Linked DNA regions of Sus scrofa: region 1 is linked to region 2. A link is a contact called in public Hi-C data. All regions are on one chromosome and are shown on one strand. The core of a region is the stretch at or near the end of the contact, and the rest is flanking DNA. Distances in the headings are between cores, read along the strand shown.

What was found. Hi-C and Micro-C count contacts between places; a contact is called where the count stands out from the background.
Region 1: a contact with region 2 is called in a Hi-C map of skeletal muscle, with 5 times the contacts expected there. A contact is called at or near these places in 2 of 47 Hi-C or Micro-C datasets (fetal heart ventricle and skeletal muscle) and 1 of 2 datasets of targeted methods (skeletal muscle).

The regions. Positions count from the first base shown.
Region 1 is chr3:113,814,464-113,818,135 of Sscrofa11.1, reverse strand. It overlaps DNAJC27 (dnaJ homolog subfamily C member 27), which reads right to left and starts at 1,418. Exons shown (of 7, transcript XM_021087775.1): 1 at 1,129-1,418. The coding sequence starts at 1,215.
Region 2 is chr3:113,739,850-113,743,308 of Sscrofa11.1, reverse strand. All of the region lies in intron 1 of EFR3B (protein EFR3 homolog B), which reads left to right. Among named protein-coding and RNA genes, the nearest start is that of EFR3B, 17 kb to the left of the region's middle.

The DNA.
Region 1 (3,672 bases), core at 169-2,668, 75 kb before region 2:
AAAGTGAGCATGCTCACTTAGCCAGTTTAGTACATAACCTTCTAGAGGCTTTATTCTTTTTCTTTTCAAAGCCTGGCACAAAGCTGGCATTCAACAAATGTTGACTTTCAATTATGTTAATACATACATACATATAGATTCATGAATAGTACAAGAGAATACTAAATAGAAAGCAAAGACATGAATAAACATTTACTGAGCACCAACTATGTGCAAGGCACTGGCATAAATACTCCCATCAACAGCTCTTTTGGCATGCAGATCCTACTAGGAGTTGATTTTGACAGCACATGATGGAAAGAGCACTGCAATGGGAGTGTGAAGATCCAGGTTCTAACCCTGTCTCGGTCACTGATATGATGACCTTGGCAGGTTCTTAACCAAAAGCTTCCACTTACCCTGAAGGGGAGACAATTTAAGTCAAGTTGGAATTCACGCGAGGAAAGACCTTCCTTCATCTCTCTCCCTCCCTCCCCCCATGCTATGGGAGAGCTTAGAGCTGACCCAGTAGAAGCAGAACAGAAGGCAGGGAACTAAGACTTCTTTGAGATAATGGATGTAGTGACACTACCAGAAATAAAAACAAAACTAACAAAACAAAATAACACAAGTTCCTTGACATCCGTCGCACCTCCTCTGTGAAACACTTTAGCATCAGTCATGCTCTCTTGGCGATGAAATGTAGATTCTGGGCTCCATGTCTGCAGAGTAACATTTGACAAATCCTCATCCTCACACACGCCCAGTAAAGTCCCTTCGGCTCCCAAACCCCTCTGGGGGTCCCTGAACTTTTATTCTCCACCTCTAAGTCCTGGACGGGTCACCTGGAACGCCGATATGGTATCTAGGCAGGAGATCTGACATAAGGACCTAGGCCTCCTTAACTCTTTGGGATACAGTCAAGGGTTAGAAGCACACGAGGCACCTTCTTAGGTGTTGGAGAGGGGCAACCCAAAGGTCAAAAAGGTCAGGAGACTTTTCTGAGCGGAGCCGCATCTCTCAGGAGACCAGGCCTGCTCAGGGGCGGGGAGGAGGCTGAGCCCCGGGCTGTTGAGTGGCCGCCCTCCCAGCCAATCGGCACATCGCCCCGCCGCGCTGAGGTCCCGCCCCTCCCAGCGCGGTACTCACTTTCCCCACTTCGGCGTTGCCCATGGAGATGACTTTGATGCGTAGGGACTTGCCAGGCTCCTTCCGCTTCGGCACGTTGGCCTCCATTGCCCTCGCTCTCTCGGGGCCACCCGCCTCAGTCTCTCCTTGTTCACCGCGCTGGCCCGTCCCTCAGGCTTCCTAGTCCAATGGCGGAGCCGCTGCTCTCGTCACCGCCTCAACTCCGCTGCTCGCCATACCCGCCGCTGCCAGGCAGCGGGCGCGGGCAGTAGGGAGCGTCCGAACCTGCGGTGGGAGGGAGAAGAAAGTCTCGCGATGCTAGAAAAGGGCGGCGTGACGTCATCTCTAGGCCCTGGAGAGTCGGTTTTAGTTTTCCTGAGGTCAAGCGATCGAGCCTAGGTCGCGACCCTCGGCAGGAAGGTGGTGTGGCGGGGTGGCCGAGTTTACCTTTCATCGTGGGCGCGGCCTTGTGTTCAGGGGCTTCAGGACATAGGCATTTGTTAGGTTAGCAGCCAGGTGGTAGAAATTTATTGGCTGTTCAGGGCAGTTCCCAGGGCTGGAAGTAGCTGGAATTACGGGTTAGTTCAGGGCCCGGCCACGCTACACTGTCCGTTTGGGGTTTGTTTTTTTTCTTTTCTTTCTTTCTTTTTTTTTTTTTTTTTTTTTTTTGGTGGATTCTTCAGTGCCCAAGGGCCCATCCATTAACCCCTCTTCCAATATTATGCTTCCCTTCGGAGTCCCTGAGGGACAGAGTCAGAAGCCAGGGAAGTGGGGAAGTCGGGGCCCTGGTACTGGAGGAGGGCCATTAGGCAAGATCTGTATTAAGAAAGACTCGACGTGTTTATTCTTTAAAATAAATTATGAAATACGTTGGACAAACGTAAAGCTACAAAGAGTAATGTAAGTATCTGTGTATCCACCACTTACCTTAAGAAATAAAACGTCACGATACTGTGTGCACTCTTCCCCGAATGGACATCCCTCTTCCCACACTGCAAAATGTTGCAGCTATTTGAATTGGAGCTTTTAATTTCCAGGCTTTTGTTTTACTACGTATGTATATATACCTCGAAATATAGAATTATATTTAATCTTTTAGAAATCTTTGTTTTGAAATAATTTCGAGAATAGTAGGGGGGAAAAACCTTGTATACCTTTTATCCAGATTCATTGTCCACATTTTGCCTCATTTACTATATTGGCCATGATCACTGTGTATACATAAATATACACACTTTTTTCCTTGAATCATTTGAGAGTAATTTGCAAAAATCTTTATCCATAGATAATTTGATGTGTATTTCCTAGGAATAAGGACTTTCCCTTACATAGCAACAGTAAGCAAAACGTAACATTGTTATCTAACCCTGTGGCTCTCAAACTGTGCACTGAGTGCCCCCACAGCCCCACAGTGAATTTATAGGAGCTATCTGTGCGATATTTTGTATTCTAATATCTCAAGGAAAAACTATGCAAAACTACTCACTCGAGGTTATGTACAATTTTAACAATAGATGGCGCCATATTCCTTGGATATGCCGTATTTGGGACGCTGCGATTTTCCGTGTTTCTGATAAAGAGAAAAGTGCAGAAATAAACGTACAACGGGAGTTCTCTGGTGGCTCTGGGGGTTAAGGATATTACATTGTCACTTCTGGTTCTGGTTACTGCTGTGGCTCGGGTTTGATCCCAGGCCTGGGACCTTCTGAATGTTGTGGATGCGACCCCCCCCTCACCCGCACAAAAGTATAAAAATAAAAGGATTGTCTTGTTTAAAAAAAAAAAAAATCAGTGTGGAATAGGAAATAAAAGTGGTCTTGTCCAATGTGATTCCAAAGTTTCAGAAGTTGTGCAATGCATAACAGCAGCATAAATCCCATTGGTAGGTAACTGTGGATGATTCCACCCTTAGCCTGGGAACTTGCATAAGCTGTGGGTGCAGCCTTAAAAAAAAAAAAAAAAAAAAAAGGACACACACATACGCAAATATATATATATATATATATTCCATTTATTAATGATAGAAACTTTAGTTGGTAAAGTTGTCGAGTAGTGTTCACTAGGAAAATTCACAGTAAAGTGACTTTTTCCCTTTGTAATAAGTAATTTGTAAGGGGATATTTTGAGATTCTGTAACTATCGCCCACAAATTTTTAAGAACCCAGTGATGACTCATGGCTAAAGAGGTATTACTGTGATGAGTGCAAAATGATAATTCTCTTACTCCGTCTTTTCTCCCACATTTATTGCTTGGTGATCTACCATAAGGGAGAGCTTTCTTTTCTCATTCATTAATTTATCAATTTATATCAGGGTGGACTCATTTGTTCTTATTTTACTCCATGAATATTCCACTATTTCTTTTTTTTTTTTTTTTTTTTGAGATTTTTGTTGTTGTTGTTGTTGCTATTTCTTGAGCCGCTCCCGCAGCATATGGAGGTTCCCAGGCTAGGGGTCGAATCGGAGCTGGAGCCACCGGCCTACGCCAGAGCCACAGCAACGCGGGATCCGAGCCGCGTCTGCAACCTACACCACAGCTCACAGCAACGCCGGATCGTTAACCCA
Region 2 (3,459 bases), core at 634-3,133:
ATGGAGCTGCTTTCACACAGGCAACTCTAAATGGTCTACTCTTAGGTCAGCAGCAATAACCTTTATTATTTACCAAAAAAGTGAATGCTAGATTATTGTTGTGGCTCAACTGATTAAGGGCCCGATGTTGTCTCCCAGAGGATTTGGGTTCAATCCCTGGCTTCGCTCAGCAGGCTAAGGATCTGGGTGTTGGATCTTCGTAGGTGGAAGATGAGGCTCAGATCCAGGGTTGCCGTGGCTGTGACATAGATGTCAGCTGCAGCTCTGATTCAGCCCCAAGCTTGGGAACTTCCATGTGCCACAAGTATGGCTAAAAAGAAAAACGAACAAAAGCTAATGCCACCAAAAAATTAAAAATTAAAAAAATGGAGTTCCCGGAGTTCCACTTGTGGCTCAGTGGTTAATGAACCTGACTAGTATCCATGAGGACGCAGGTTTGATCCCTGGCCTTGCTCAGTGGGTTAAAGATCCAGCGTTGCCGTGAGCTGTGGTGTAGATTGCAGACACGGCTCAGATCCCCAGTTGCTGTGGCTGTGGTATGGGCCAGCCGCTACAGCTCCAATTCAACTCCTAGCCTGCGACCCTCCATATGCCGCCCGAAAAACACAAAAGACAAAAACAAACAAACACACAAAACCAAAAGGAGTTCCCTGGTGGCTCAGCAGGTTGAAGATCCAGTGCTGTCACTTCTGTGGCATGGGATCCACCCCTGGCCTGGGAACATATGTACGCCTCGCGTGCAGCCAAAACAAGCAAACAAACAGCTAATGCCACACGAGAGAGTGCCAGCCTGTCATCAGTGCGCGTGTACTAGCCCTGAAAGAAACCCCCTAGAATACCAACAGTAGTTATTTCTGGGTGATGGGCTCCCAGATGATTTTTATGCTTTCTTTTAAAAACTATTTGGTATTTTTCACATGTTGTGTTGTGAGCATTTGTTTTAATGGCAGCACATAAATATAATCCAAAGTGGTTTTCATTATCAAAGGCCTGTGGCTGGTTATCATACATCTTCTAATTATGTTTTAGATATGATGAGGCAAGAATACATGCAAAAACCAATCAATGAGGATATAGAGGGTAGAAATCAGGAGTTCCTGTTGTGGCTCAGTGGAAACGAATCTGACTAGCATCCATGAGGACGCAGGTTTGATCCGTGGCCTCGCTCAGGGGGTTAAGGATCCAGCGTTGACATGAACTGGGGTGTAGGCCAGTGGCTACAGCTCTGATTCCACCCCTAGCCTGGGAACCACCATATGATGCCAAAAAAACAAAAAAACAAAAAAAAACCCAGGGGAAAAAAAGTTAGAAATCAGATAGTGGTGGTGAGGGGATTGATTGGAAATAGGAACTCCCCCCCACCGCCCCGGCCTCAAGGTGTGTGGAGTTTTGGGGCCAGGGGTCAGATCCAAGCTGCAGTTGTGACCTCTACTGCTGTGGCAACACAGGATCCTTAAACACACTGTGCTGGGCTGGGGAACTGAACCTGCATCCCAGCGCTGCTGAGATGCCTCCGATCCCATTGCACCACAGTGGGAACTCTGAAAGGGGAACTCTTTGAGGGCATCCCAAATGTTCTGTCTCTTGTTTGGGTAGTGGTTACACAAGTGTATAAACAGTTGCTGAAACTCAAGGCACTGAACTGGTAAGATCCGAGGATCTGCGGCATGTTAATTATATTGCAATAAGACAGCAGGAAGCCCAGGAAAAGAAGAAAACATGCATGCAAACAATCTCAGGTCTGTTTTGCATCGCTGGCAGTCCATGCGCCAGAAGACAGCCAGGGATTTGTGCCAGCCGGCACCGGGCTCTTACCCACCCGAAGCCCAGCGTGGTCCCCAGCATCCCAGTGAACGCGCTCATTGAGAGCTGCTGGCCGGGTGCGCGCTGGTAGAAAACTTCTGTGTGGAGCAGAGGGCGGAAGAAGCTGACCCAGGAAGTCCAGCCCGGCACTGCCAGCTGGGAGGCTGATGGTGCCAGCAGGGCTGTGGGCAGAAGGCCCATTAAGAGGGCCATCTGGTGTAAGGCCTTTTGAGCACTGCCCTTGGCATTGCTGACTCTTGCTGGACCGTAAATGTCAGAACACAGCCCGGCTTGACCAGGCCCACAGCCCCGTCTCAGCATCCACACAGGCATGGCCGATGGCTAAACAGGGTTGGGTGTTTGTGCAGGATTGATTTTTCCACTTCCTCCTTGGGGCTTCTGTGACTTCGCAGGGATGTCGTTTTCCTAAGAATGCACGGCCTTTAATGGCCTAAGTATTCACCTGTTTCTTAATAATGTGCTGGCTCGGGACATCTCTGCACAAAGACCTATGAGTCCCTGGCTAAAAATGCATTTATTTGTCTAACAGCACAAGGAAGTGAATAAATCTCAGCGTCTCCTTGGCAGCCTCATTGTGAAGACCCTAGCTAGCATCCCATAGGCCTGGGTTGGAATCCCACTACCCCAGGTAGCAGTTGTGTGACTATGGATAGGTTTCTGAACTGTGCTAAGCCTCATTTTCCTCATCTGGGAGATGGGGACATAGACCCCGCCTCAGTGTTGTTGGGAGGGTTAAATAAAATAATGCATTCCACCTGAGGCCTAGTGGGAGCTTAATGTTAGCTGATGCTGATGTTTGTTTTGGTTTGGAGTTTTTTGGGCGGGACCTGAGGCATGTGGAAATTCCCAGCCCAGGGATTGAACCCGCGCTGTCCTTGCGAGCTGCGCCACAGCTGTGGCAATGCCGGATCCTTAACCTGCTTCATCGCAGGGGAACTTGCAAGCCGTTGGTGAGGTTAATAGGAGTGGTCATGACACATGTTTTACTATCAACTGACCCTATTCAATGACAGCATAGAGGCAGCCTCCCCTCCAGAGGCCGAGGCTCTGCTTTGGAGGAAGCGATGTCCACTCACCATTTCAAGCTCTTTAAGGAGTCATCCCTGGCCAGCTGGGTTTCTGCTTTCAGAGACCCCCTCTGCTTAGCTGCTTTCTCAGACTATCCTCCTTTTGCTTCTTGCAATGTGGGCAGAACCTGCTGGAGGGACTTTCTTCCTCATGCAGGTAGGTGTGCAGTACTCCCACACGCACTAGAACTGCCCTATTACAACTGGGTCTTGGCCCTGCTTGGCCCGGCTGCTTACTTGGCATTTTTAGTGCGGCTCCACCTAGCCCTTGTTTTGCTTTTTTTTTTTCTTCTTCAGAATTCTGGTGCTTGCTCCTAATTCTGTTTTGCATTTCAAAAGGGGTTGCTTCTGAAACTTCCCTGTGGCACCACAGTCACCCAGGTCCTGGCTTTATCTTTCAGCAGCTCTGGGCACAGTGCCCGTTCTGTGTTCCGGCACCACCGCTCCTGCTGTGACAGACTCTCTGATTATATATTTGGACTTTTGAATGATTGATGTTGGAATCTCAGCCTTTCAGAGTGTGTGTCTCAGATCTGTTGGTTCATCTGTATATTTAAAGCACTCACAC